2 separate regions of the Mus musculus genome follow, and region 2 is linked to region 1. The links are chromatin contacts, called in public Hi-C maps. All regions are on one chromosome and are shown on one strand. Each heading gives the region's core, a stretch centred on a gene start, on an enhancer-like site or on the middle of the called end of the contact. The rest is flanking DNA. Distances are from core to core; before and after follow the strand shown.

Region 1 (6,929 bases), core at 1,200-3,699:
AAATCAAAACAACCCTGAGATTCCACCTCACACCAGTCAGAATGGCTAGGATCAAAAAATTCAGATGACAGCAGATGCTGGCGAGGATGTGGAGAAAGAGGAACACTCCTCCATTGCTGGTGGGATTGCAAGCTGGTACAACCACTTTGAAAGTCTGTCTGGTGGTTCCTCAGAAACCTGGACATAGTACTACCGGAAGAGCCAGCAATACCTCTCCTGGGCATATACCCGGAAGATGTTCCAACTGGTAATAAGGACACATGCTCCACTATGTTCACAGCAGCCTTATTTATAATAGAAAGAAGCTGGAAAGAACCCAGATGTCCCTCAACAGAGGAATGGATACAGAAAATATGGTACATTTACACAATGGAATACTACTCAGCTATTAAAAACAATGAATTTATGAAATTCTTAAGCAAATAGATGTATCTGGAGGATATCATCCTGAGTGAGGTAACTTAATCACAAAAGAAGTCACTTGGTATGCAATCACTGATAAGTGGAGTAAAAATCTTTTATATGCTACTTTTTTGCATCAGTACACTTGTACAATTTTAAAGCAGTTTAGAATTGTCAGCTTAACACACTAAACACAAATGTCAAATAATCAGATAAATCACTAATCAAAATGTTTCCATAGGAGCACTCATAGGGAGCATAGAAGAAAGTCTTTGTGAATTAAAATTATCCTAAGGTTAGTCTTAATATTTATTAGTTTTTCCTTTCACATCCAGAATACTTTCATGTCTGTTTTAAAGAAGAAAAATACATCTTTTTCCAAATCTTTCCCCAGAAAGGAGAGCTCCGTTAATATACAGCTTTGTGATTTTCTTTCTCCTAATCAAGTGTGCACCAATTGATGAAGCAAGGTATAAAGTAATGTCACATTAAGATACCACACAAATCTACAATTGACTATTACTGACATGGCTGAATTTAAAAAAATTATTTACTTAGGGATAATTATTCTGAAATTTACACTTAGTATTGTTCATGAAGACTTTTGTAGTAGATTAAGTGTTTTTGTTTTTTTTTTTCTTTTTCTTTTTTAATCCGTTTTTCTTACTGTCTATAGAAAGCAAGCTATAACTTGCCATTTACCCACATGGTAAATAAGAGGTTATATCCCTAGATTACCTGAAGTACTTATACTTAGTGTGGACCAATAGTAGAATAGTGAAATCAAATGCCAGACCTTTGAAAATGCCTTCCCTTTAAAAGGCATCTGTCAAGCTGGGTGAGTGCATGCACATCAGCAGCATGGGGGAGGGGGAGGGGGAGGCCGAGGCTGAGGCTAAGGCTGAGGCCGAGGATCAACTCCACTCTGGGCTACATAGTGGAGTTCTGGATCAGCCTAAACTAAACTAAGCAAGATCTTGCCTTAAAAAACAAAATGAAATGAAAACAAAACAAAAACTACGTTATAGCTGGAGTATCTTCCTACTTCCTATAGGCTGAAAGGCAGATTTGAAACTGAGCTAACTTTGAACATGTAGATGTAGGCCACTATCAGAGCAGATTGTGACTATGATTGTGAATGATCTCAAGAACTAAGCCACCATCTTGGAACACCCACTTTTATAGACTATTCAGGATATTACTCCAGTCTTCCTGATTTTTTTCGGGGGAGGGATGCTGTACATGTGGATACATGGCTGTGTATGTGTGCATGTGGAGGTCAGATGTCAACCTCAGGACCATTCATCAAGAACTGTCTGCTTTGTTCTGACAGGATCAGTTCCTGGGACCCAGGGCTTGCTGACCATTAGGGTAGGCTAGTTGTCTAGTCATCCCCAGGTAACTTTCTGCCTTCCTAGTGCTGGTATTCACGCACTACCACATCCAGCTCTTAGGTGGGGGTCAGACATCGAACTTTGTTCCTCATGATTGTCTAACAAGCACTTTACCCACTGAGCTATCTCCTCAGCTCAAGATTGTAAAATTTTCTAGTTTGGGACTCTCTAACTCACTCTAAGGACAGCTGAGAGTGTGGATTAGAGTGGGGAGGCTTAGCAATACTATGTAAAAATACTGTACAGGAAATTAGTTTAGTGCTATTAATGTTAAATAAGTTAGTGAGCTAAGAGTTTTTCCTCTCTATGACCAGAGTTAGAATCTACTGCATCACGCCTTTTATTCTAATTTTCACCCCAGGAAATAGAATATAGAGAGAAATCATACACCAAACAGTGCTAAAAAGCTTACAGAGATTGTCTGGCAAGCACTGAAATATAAAAATTTACTGAAAGCTGAAGACTAATTTAGAAGTGTGTTTTAAAAAGAACTCGTTGCCTAGGCTTTTTGGTGCTACCCATTAAACAAACAAATGTTGCTAATGTTAAAATGTGATTAGACCTAGTCAAATAGACAAACATCTCTAATGTAACGCATAAGCATTACAGCAAGCACGATGACACAGAAAGTGAGTCATCTGTGTCTGAGAGATGCCTGGAATTCTGTGACTCAATGCTCACAATACTATGAAGCTATTTTATGACTCATACAAACATAGCATTCTTCTATGCAAATCAAAATAAAAGGGAATTAATTAATAATGAAAGAAAAAATACAGATCTTATTTCACTCTACTAGAGTTCAACACTGAAAATTAGGCATTAAAATAGCTAAAAGTCCCTTTAGTAAAATATGGCTTTAAAACTTATGTTTTAAAAAAATGAATTCTAACTTGTTTATTCAATCATTGCAGGAAGCAAATGCTGAAAACAATTAGATGTCCCCTAAATGGTTACTTAAATAATAGAACACAAGAAGCTCTTCATCAACCTTTATTTAACTCACATGATTAACTAATATTCTTGGCTCCTGGGTAGCATGAATAACTAGTTTTTACACAAGGTACTTTGACTCACAGTCTTCCACTACTAAATCCACACACTCTTGATCATACAATGGGGTCTATGTTTGCCAAGGGTAAAATGTGTTAGTAATTTGTGTATTTGTAGCTTATTTAAATAGCATTTAAATAACTAAATCAGGAATGAAGAACCAAGTGTTTCGATGATGAACAGGCTAAATATTATTTTTAAAATTCAATAAAGGCAAGTGCTACAAAATGGGAAAAGGGTGAGAAACTGCAACACTAAAGCTGCCTGCTTTTATAAAGAGCCAGAGTTTTACTCTAAGCTAGTTTTGTCCTAGAGAATCTCCCTATGAATACAGGCTAGCCTAGAGCTCTTATGTAATCCATGTAGGCTTAAAACTCAAGATTATCCTACCTCTGCTTTCATGGTGAGGAGACTATAGACACGTGCCACCAGGCCTGGCTTAACATGGTCAGTTAAGGGCTTACTTTCTCCTATCACTTAAAGAAACGCAAAATGGAAGGTATGGATAATAAATTGTGGGTATAGTTCAAGAAAAATATTCCTATTACTAAGTTATGCATTATTAATGAAAAACCTTGAGCTTAATTTTTAAAAAAAGGCCTAGTGAATATATTGGTACATTGAAATGCTTAATAAACATCAGACTTTTAACATATCTGAAATTTCCAGTTGGACATCTACACAATGAAATACTGTACTTATAATTTAAATTAAGAAGCAGGGACCATAATAAAATAAAACCACTTGTCAACAAACCTGATGACCTGAGTTCAATCCCTGGAACCCAGAAGGTAGAAGAAGAGAACTGACTCTAACAAGTTGTTCCCTGTCTTACACATATGAGCTATGACATGCGCACTGTGCACGTGCGCACACACAATACCCGGAGGGAGGGAGGGAGGGAGGGAGGGAGGGAGGGAGGGAGGGAGTTCTTACCATGTACTTGTTTTAAAAAATAAAAATAAAGAGGCCAGCAGAGTGACTGACTAGAGCTGTCTGCCGTTCACTGTTGTCAGCTCTACCCCTTCCCCTTCTTCCGAGAGAAACAGACTATACTGCAGAATCTGACTGCAGTGCTGAGATTGCTATAGAGCACAAAGTCCCAAGTAACTCCACAGAGAAGAGTGAAGCATGCTGTCTCCTCCCTGAGATGTTTCCTCCACCATGACTGTCTGACAGCTAAGATGGATTTCTTAAGAAGAAATGAAGAGAACATCAATATTGCCCTGTAGATAAAGTAACTACACAGATGATTCTTGTGGCCCGCATAGGCTCTTTATAATTTAGAAAGGTGCTTGGAGTTTATGTAACTTTATTACCAGAGTAGGAGCCCATGATATATATTTACAACCATGATCTAATCCATTATAGCTTGAAGCCATCTTGAAATTGAATCCATTGCCAGAATACACCCTTCCTTTACGGCTTGTAGCTATGTGTATCTCTATTCTTGAGAGACAATTGTCATCCCAGTATGTCTATATTTGATGCATGGATCTATGTACAGCAGAAAAGTTGAAACCCTTGCTCCCAAACTCAGTGACCATGTCTAGGGACTACATATTTTGCACAGTGAAAGCCAACAGAAACAAGCCTGGCCTTTTCAAGTGGAGGACAAGCTGCAGCACTACCATACTGACGTATGTGTGCAGCCTAGATCACTGACATCAGTAAGATGCTCTTACAAGAACTACAGTTAAAGAAAACTTCACAAGTTATACAGGGTTAACCTAGAATCAAAGTTTACACACCATACCCAATAGAAAAACTAGTAGAAAAACTCACAGAAAAATCTTTCTCTCTCTACACAAGGGGGAAAACCATAAAACAAGATAGATTATTGTACTGGATGCAAATATCAATTTATGGACAATAACAGAAACATGTAAAAGTAAAGATGACACCTGTCAAGGAACACAATCATCTCCTACTATCAAATACAAGCACATTTGCAAACTGCCTAGCAAGGATTCTGAATAATCTTACAGAAGCAGGACACGAGTCAAGAAAAAAAACAAAAAACCTGACAGATAATTTAATGAAATCAGAAAAGCACTTCATGACCCGAATAAAAAATTTCAATAGAGATCATAAACAAAACAAAACAAACAGAACAACAACAAAACCCCCTAACAGAAATCTTACAACTGAAACCTTCAATGAATGAAAATTTTAAAATTTAGAGTCTAGAAAATAAGTATGTCAAGCAGAATTTCTGAATGTGCACAGGTCTTTTAAATTAGTTCAGTTGGGGATTTGGAGTAGAAAGAAGAAAATGGAGATGGTGTGTGTGTGTGTGTGTGTGTGTGTGTGTGTGTGTATGTGGTGTCACAGGAGAATAACATTGCATAATAGAAGCTCCAGAAGAAAAAGAAGTAAAGTTGTTGGTTCATGCGTGCCCTAACACTTAGGATACAGAGATGTAGGTGCATCAGGAAAAGCCATCCTCACTACACGACACTGTCTCAAACAAAGAAGCCAAAACAAAATATAGAGGGAAAGACAAATTGTTTCATTAAATAACACTTAACACTTCCTAATAAAGCCAAAAACTTCGAGACAGAAATGATGTCTCACATAAACTTGTACACACACACACATAAGAACTTAACACATTGTATTTTTATATGTAAAATTTAACCTTAAGTATGTTACAGAGCTGTTAAATGTAAAGAATAAGATTTCAGAAGTCCTCATGAATATAGAATATTATCTTTGACTCAAGTTAGAAAAGATTTCTTGGGTTAAGAAGACTGCTCATGTGATAAACTGCTTACTGTGCAAATGTGAGGATATAGAACTCACAAGAGTACAGTAAAATGCCTGTAGTTGCAGTGAAGGTGAGATGGAAGGCAGAGATAGGCAGATCCCTAGCTCCTAGACTAGGTAGCCTGGCTTAGAGGAAATGATCCAGGTTAATGAGAGATGCTGTCTCAAACAGAAGGTGAGAACTTCCTGAGGAATGACAGCCCCATGCAAAGGAAAGCACTTGCATTAAAATACATATACATAGCCATCCACACACTAAAAGAGTTTTGGCATGTGGTTATCATCTGAGTGTTGAGGGGTACAGGCAAAAGGGATCCTGGAGAATTGCTAAGCCTGTAAATGAGAGATCTTGTCTCAAAAAAAGGTACAGTTCTCAGGAGCTCACACTTAAGGTCCCCTGGTTTCCACATGCCAGACAAGCAATGTCCATGTGTATACTGCTCCCCTCTCAACACTATAATTAAAAGCTTGGGGGCACAGAGCCAAGTACTTGAGATCAGCATTCAGAAGCAAAGACAGAGATTCCTGGGACTCACTAGCTAAGCACACTAGCCTACCTGGTGAGCTCTAGAACAATGCAATCCTGCTCCACACAAGACTGTTTTCTGGCCTTCATATGCATCAGGAGTGTGTGTGGGGGTGGGGCTGGTGGGAGATGGGGGATGGGCTGATTTCTTTAACAAGACATCAAATAAACAAAAACCTGCACTAAGTTAAAATTAATACCTCATGTTCAATGATTCCACAAAGAATTAAGGCAACCTGGAGTACAAGAATAGAATTTATAATATGTATTTCAAAGGGGTCTCATTCAGAATATGAAAAGCTGTTGCAAATCAAAGAGAAAACTCAAAAGAAAGATGGCAAGGGATTGAACAGGCTGGCTCTGTGTGCAAGTCAAAAGAAACCCATTCAAAGCAGTGCAACATTGTCATAGACAAAACATAACACATTATTATATAACTTGGCATACCCCTTTAACCTTAGCTCTCAGGAGGCAGGGGCAAGGGGGTCTCTGTGAGTTTAAAGCCAGCCTGGTCTACATGTGTGTTCCAGGACATCAAGGACTATATAGAGAGACTCTGTCTCAAAAAAACAAAACAAACAAACAAAAGAAACAGTAGCAGAATGTTAATACTTTACAGTAGCCTATTAGTGTGCAGAAGCCTCATTTCTGAAAAAAGATAAAACCTTAATTAAAATAAGGATGCCAATGATTACTTGAGCTACTGAAAACACTGTAGACTGGCTTGCTTAATTTAGAGTTGTTATATTATTTTAATGTGTAAAAAGCACTGTATTTGCAAAGTT
Region 2 (6,929 bases), core at 1,956-4,455, 230 kb after region 1:
GCTTCCTCGGGTGAAATGAACCCTTGAGAATCTGAGGGTTCAAAGTTCTCAGCTTCAATGGGGTTCTCCCACACATCCCCACCCAAGTTACAGAATCCCATTCTTTGCTCATTAATGCCCTCACATTAACTGCCAGTATCCTCCAAGTCTGGGACTTGAATTTTCTTCGTAATTCACTCTTATCGATGAGGGCTTCCATTTGATTTTCTACAACTTGAGCTCTTTGGCTGCTGGAGAGAAGATCCTCTTTCAGGGCACACTTAGAAACCTCTAGACGGCTTCTGTTCATCTGGAGCTGATCAACTCTATCATGGTTATCCTTCACCACATTCTGAGATGCTACAGTTGGCTAATCTTATCACTGAGATGACTTTTTTCCCTTGTCAGTTTATCCAGAGATGCCAGGAGCAACCCATCCAGCATCATCATTTTATTTTTTCCACAAGTTGTCAAAACTTATAGTCACCAAATCCATTGCGTCTCACAGTTGGTGAATCAGGATAATCAAATGCATTTGTCTCCTTGAGTGTGTAAAATAGCTCACACCGTGGGTTTTCGGTACTCTCACGGCTCCCAGGAGAGGCTTCAGTAACTGTAGGTGTTGGAAAATTGAAAAGCTTATTCTAGGGGATCCATCCCATAAACAACCACCAAAAGCAGACACTATTGCATATGTCAGCAAGATTTTGCTGACAGTACCCTGATATAGCTGTCTCTTGTGAGGCTATGCCAGTGCCTGGCAAATACAGAAGTGGATGCTCACAGTCATCTATTAGATGGAACACAGGGCCCCCAATGAAGGAGCTAGAGAAAGTAACCAAGGAGCTAAAGGGGTCTGCAACCCTATAGAAGGAACAACAATATGAACTAACCAGTATCCCCAGAGCTTGTGTCTCTAGTTGCATATGTAGTAGAGGATGGCCTAGTAGGCCATCAATGGGAGGAGAGGTCCTTGGTCTTGGGAAGATTATATGCCCCAGTACAGGGGAATGCCAGGGCCAAGAAGCAGGAGTGGGTGGGTTGGGGAGCAGGGCAGGGGGAGGGTATAGGGGACTTTTGGGATAGCATTTGAAATGTAAATGAAGAAAATATCTAATAAAAATAATATGTGAAATCTGTACAGTGAAAAAGAAAAGAAAAGCTTATTCTACATACTTAAAAACATCATCCTTATACTTCTGTTGCTATAGAACCACTCCTGGTACCAAAACCTGTGTTAGTCAGGGTTCTCTAGAGGAACAGAGCTGATACATATATGAGATTCATTAAAGTGTCTTACAGGCTGTGGTCCAGCTAATCCAATAATGGCTGTCCATCAACAGAAAGTCCAAGAGTTCAGTAGTTGTTCATTCCATGAGGCTGGGTGTCTCAGATGGTCCAGAATTCTGAAGATGTCTCAAATGCCAGCAAAGAAACAAACTTGCTATTGAGAGCAAGGACAGGCGGGGAGGGGGGGAGGCAGAGAGAGGGAGAAGGGGACAGAGAGACAGACAGACAGACAGACAGACACACACACACACACACACACACACACATAGACAGAGACTACTTCCATGTTCTTTATGTAGGCTGCCACCAGAAGTCTGACCCAGATTGAAGGTAGAAGATTAAAGATCTGGGTTAAAAGTAGGTCATCCCACTCTAAACAACATAAGAAAAGTCTCAGGTAGTCCACATGTAGTCAAGTTGACAACCAAGAGTAGCCATCCCACAGATGTTTTGTTTCTCACACATTCTCTTCAAGATAAAAGTCTCCCAAGTCTTCGATCACTCTGTTTATGACCTTGGAGGTCTTCATCATTTTCTAGACTTTGAACGTATATTTTTTTTCTCCCTCTCTCCCAGAGTTGATGACCAACTGGTCACTGTATTGTGTGATAGGTGGCTGGGATGAAATGCCCTGACATAAAGAAACCAAGGGCAGAAGGTGTCTTTTGGTCTACACTTTTAGGCTGCAGTCTGTAACGATCAGGAAATATAGGGAGGAACTTGGAACAGCTTGCCTCATGCATGCTTGCTTGGGCTCAATTCATTTTCTCCACTTTTTACAATTTATGACTGTTAAATATTAAAACTTGACAATAGCTCTGCCATATTGTCATCTTGTAGCTTCATTTTGTAACTCGTGACCTTAACTTGACTTACTGTTCCTTGCCCTGACAAAAACAACTTGTAATTTGTCACCAAGCCTCAGAGCCTGGTGGACTCTGGAGATCCCCTGAAAGGTCCAAAAACCTAGGGAATAAAAAGTTTTCAATTCCCAGGCAAGCAAGCTAGGCCCCCCAGTATGAGGCACTGACAATGGGCATTTAGTCATTGCTGACCCTGACTTAGGGAGGACAGGTCTGGATCTGAGTCAGCTCCTGGGACATCTAGTTGGAGGAGATAACAAGGCCAGAACAGAGTTGGTTTCTAAAATTCTTCAAGGTCTCACCAAATATAATGAAACTAACTTAGCAACCAATCAGAATTGTACTAATGTCACCGCTTTGCCCCCTATCAATTATATTAGAGGCTACCTAACCCTTCTAGAAAATTCCCCTAGCCCTGTCTAAAAAGGAGCCTGCAATCCCCTAAGGGGTTGCCATTTTGATGAATGGTTGACCCCTTCATACTGCTAATATCTGTAGAATAAATGTTCTTTACCTGTGCATACTATTTGAGTCTGGGATCTTCCTTCAGTAATTCTTGGGCCCTAAAACCCCTAGCTTCCTTGCCTCTAGACCCAGACTATCAGCTTAAGCGTCAGACAGTGCTGCTTGGTCTAGACAGCCTATATGTTGTAAATGTCACAAATGCACTTGTTCAGCTGTTTTTCCCATATAAAAACTGGTTCTGAGGATTGTGTGTGGTCGCAGTTTTAGATCCTGACTTCTGACTGCATGTCTGATTAATCAGTCTTGGAGTGTGCGTTCAACACACCATCCCCACCTGACTGAGATTGGTGACTGAGTGGTTTGTGTGTCTATTCCTGGCCCCCTGAGACCCCTGCCTAGATTCTGCCAAAGTGGGCTGGATCTTCCCACATCAATTAACTTTATTAAGGTAATCCCCCACCCCCATAGACATGTTGTTGTCTGACATAACTTTTCCTTCAGAGATGCAACACACAAGCCTATCCACCCACAACAGACCTAAGTATGAGTACCACCAAAGTCCTGCTTAGTGATTCATATTGGGGTTCCTTACAGGAGCAGAAATGATTCAAAGACAGCTGCATAACCAAAGCCCACCCCAGATTCCCACAAAGCAGGGAGGCTGGGATATGCTGCGCAGCCTGAAGGCAGTTAAATTGGAGCGTGTCCTTCTAGGTCTCCCAGTTCGTCTAAAGCTCTTCCAGGCAGCTGCTCTGATCTTTGAGCCATCTTCCGAGTTTGGCTTGTCTCAGCTCTCAGTTCTGACTGCTGATTCAGACAGAGAGGGATTATTGGATCTGGTCAGTTTCAGACTTCCCGAAGCTATTTTGAGTTGTTTACCTTCCTGATTAAGGAAGCTTCCCTGTGGGATGGAATGTTTCAATCTCGGATGAAACTGTTACACAACACACAGCCTCAAACCAACCCAAGGTAGACAATCCTGGATTGTGACTCTTTTCCAAGGTCGGTATAGGCTGTGTCCGATGGGCAAAGCTAACCCATCACAGAGTGTTAAACAGGATTCTCTCTGCTATTTAAGCCAGCTAGCATCAAACTTGCTTAACTGTAAAGTTTTTCAGCTTTGTCACTAATGTAGCTCATATGATCTTCTATCCATGAAATTCTCTGTAAAGGTTTTCAAACTGTTTTTTACTACCTGCTGTGTTTTGAATGTGTCTCCCCAAAGGGCACGACGGGAACATAGTCCCCAATGCAACAGGGTTAGGAGTTGGGATCTTTGAGGGCTTCCTTCATGAATGGATCTATGCTGGTTGCAAAGGGTTTGGCCTCTGAGCTCAGTTCAATCTCCTGCACTCAATGCCCTGCTTTGGAAGAGCAGAGTAAACAATCCTGATCTCTTTCTCTCCCTCCCTCCCTCCCTCCCTCCCTCCCTCCCTCCCTCCCTCCTCTGCCTTCCCTTGCATCTTTATCTTTCCTCTACGTCTTTCTTTCTTCCTTGAGCCAGGGTTTCTTTTCTCCAGAGTCTAGTCTGAGGAGACCTTTCTCCTTCCCTTAACAGAAGGAGCCTGCATGATCTAAGTCTGGCTAATGAAATGGTCCCACTCTGTACTTTAAATCAAAACAGATTCATAAAAAGACGAAAGATAAGCTGATATTTAGAGAATCCCCGTCCCACCAGGCTGTTTTCAGGAGAATGTTTCCTGCCATTTTAGCTTCCTGGGTTTTTTTACATGGGTTCTGTGGCTCAAACTTATGTCCTTATGCTTGCAAAGCTAGCAATGTACCAACCAAAGTATCTCTCCAGCTCTATCTATCTATCTATCTATCATCTTTCAATCTATCATCTATTGATCATCATCATCTGTCTTAGTCAGGGTTTCTATTCCTGCACAAACATCATGATCAAGAAACAAGTTGGGGAGGAAAGGGTTTATTCAGCTTACATTTCCACATTGCTGTTCATCACTGAAAGAAGTCAGGACTGGAACTCAAGCAGGTCAGGAAGCAGGAGCTGATGCAGAGGCCATGGAGGGATGTTCCTTACTGGCTTGCTTCACCTGGCTTGCTCAGCCTGCTCTCTTATAGAACCCAAGACTACCAGCCCAGAGATGGCACCACCCACAAGGGGACCTCCCCTCTTGATCACTAATTGAGAAAATGCCTTACACCTGGATCTCGTGGATGCATTTCCCCAACTGAAGCTCCTTTCTCTGTGATAACTCCAGCTGTGTCAAGTTGACACAAAACTAGCCAGTACATCATCTATCTACTAATTTTTAAAATAAAACCTCTTTTGCTGCTCAATCAAGATCTGACTTACAAGAGATAGCAAGCTCAGACTGGAGAGATGGCTCAGCGGTTAAGAGCACTGACTGCTCTTCCAGAGGTCCTGAGTTCAATTCCCAGCAACCACATGGTGGCTCACAACCATCTGTGGTGGGATCTGAGGCCCTCTTCTGGTGTGTCTGAAGATGGCTACAGTGTATTCATATAAATAAAATTTAAAATAAATAAATCTTTAAAAAGAGAGAGAGAGAGAGAGAGAGAGAGAGAGCTAGGAAGCCTGGTGAGGATGGGGAGGAGGGGCTAAGAGCAGGAAGGAGTGTCTTAAACACATCTAAAGCTGATGCAGAGGGACAGACAAGCCCTGCTTAGAATGGAGGGAGTCGGTATGCAGACCTGGTACACCAAGGTGGAGCTGCTTTGAGGGTTTGAGTGAGAATGGCCTCCACGGGCTCAAGTGTTTAAATGCTTGGTCCTCAGTTGTTGGGACTGTTTGGAAAGAATTAGGAGCTATGGCCTCACTGGAGGGGTTGTCATAGGAGACATATGCCATTACCAGTGTGTTCTCTGCTTGTGGTTGTGTTTCAAGGTGGGAGCTCTCAGTTGCTGCTCCAGGCCCCATTGCCTGCTACCTTAGGTCACAGAATATAGTTGTTGACAATAGAATGGGCTAGTGAAATGGTTCAGTGGTTTAGAGCACTTGTGAGAGACCCTATGTCGATTCCTAGCACCCACATGGCAGCTCACAAACAGGTAACTCCACTTCCATGGAATCCAATGCCCTCGCTGGCTTCCTTCCTCCACTTTTGGCCTCCACAGGTACCAGACACTCAGGCGGTACATGTCCATACAGAGACAAAAGAACCTTCCACGTGGCTCCCCCTCCTGTATTGCTAGCTCAGTGATGGCCCTGGAATCTACAGAGCTTCCGACAGTGCCTGCGAATGTGATGATAAGCCTCCATCCATCCACTGCATTGTGCAGGCCATTCCTGTACTGCAAAACTGAGGCTCCGAAGTACGATCATTGAAGGTCTTTACAGCCATTTTTATCCCTTGCCTGTGGCTTATGTAACCACTAGTAGGGTTGTCCAGCACATGAGCCCTTTGGCCAAATCATACATTAACAGTCCTATCACTTCCTGTCCCAGCTTTGCCTGGGTCTCCTTTAACGTCCTTTGGACCATTATGGGTACTCTTCCTCGCATCCTTTTACCCTTTGCCCAATCAGTGTCTGGACTTGTGGCATCAGCATCTCTGGGGCTGCAGCATCAGTATCACATGGCAGCTTGTTAGAAATGCAAAGTTTCTAGGCTCTACCCAGACCTCTGAAAGAGACTGTTGGTCATGACCCTGCCAGCTCTCCTTGAGTAAGCCTCAAGGACATGGTGTTTTTGAGACATGGCAGAATTTAAGAACTACTACCCTAAACTTTTCCAGGAAAAGCCACTCAGGTTGTAGCCAGCTGAGCTCAGCTGAAGATATGTGTATATATATATATACATACATATATATACACACGCATATATATATATACACACATATATATACACACACATATATATATACACATACACACATACATATACATATACACACACACACACACACATATATATATATATTCATCAGTGGTTGATGTCACTGACATTACCCAAACAATGGGGCCCAGACTGGCAAAAGGAGTGAGAGCTCAAAGCTGAGGAACCTGGTGAAGTTGTCCAGGGTCTCCACAGGACCCTCTCAGCAGCTCTTTGCCCCCCAGCCCCAACCCCCACAGCCAGGGACCAAACAAATCTTCAAGGGGAACACAGGGCAGAGGCTCAGCAAGGGATTGCACCCAGCACTTACGGCCTTTGACCTTTAGCCTCACGTGCCTGCTGCCCAGAACACTCACTGACTGAGGTCAAGCTGGCTCAGGTTGGTGGCCCCTCCTTGAAGAAGGGGATCAGACAGGGGAAGCACAGGAATTTTTGTGGGCTCTTGTTTTAATTTTGGGGACCTCAATAAGAAAATATCACAGGCTAGTGGCTTTAACAATAAAAATCTT

The links. A called contact is a pair of places that touch in the nucleus more often than the background predicts.
Region 2: a contact with region 1 is called in a Hi-C map of muscle stem cells, with 2.9 times the contacts expected there. The contact joins two enhancer-like sites. A contact is called at or near these places in 1 of 484 Hi-C or Micro-C datasets (muscle stem cells) and 1 of 9 other capture datasets (pancreatic islet).

Annotation. Positions count from the first base shown.
Region 1 is chr14:31,766,297-31,773,225 of GRCm38.p6, forward strand. All of the region lies in intron 2 of Ankrd28 (ankyrin repeat domain 28), which reads right to left. Among named protein-coding and RNA genes, the nearest start is that of Ankrd28, 61 kb to the right of the region's middle. Within about 2 kb of position 2,450, at least 68 of the 459 cell types and tissues checked have an H3K27ac peak or open chromatin away from gene starts, as enhancers often do. A contact at or near this core is called in muscle stem cells, where this site is marked.
Region 2 is chr14:31,990,801-31,997,729 of GRCm38.p6, forward strand. No RefSeq gene overlaps it. Among named protein-coding and RNA genes, the nearest start is that of Galnt15, 35 kb to the right of the region's middle. Within about 2 kb of position 3,206, at least 30 of the 459 cell types and tissues checked have an H3K27ac peak or open chromatin away from gene starts, as enhancers often do. A contact at or near this core is called in muscle stem cells, where this site is marked.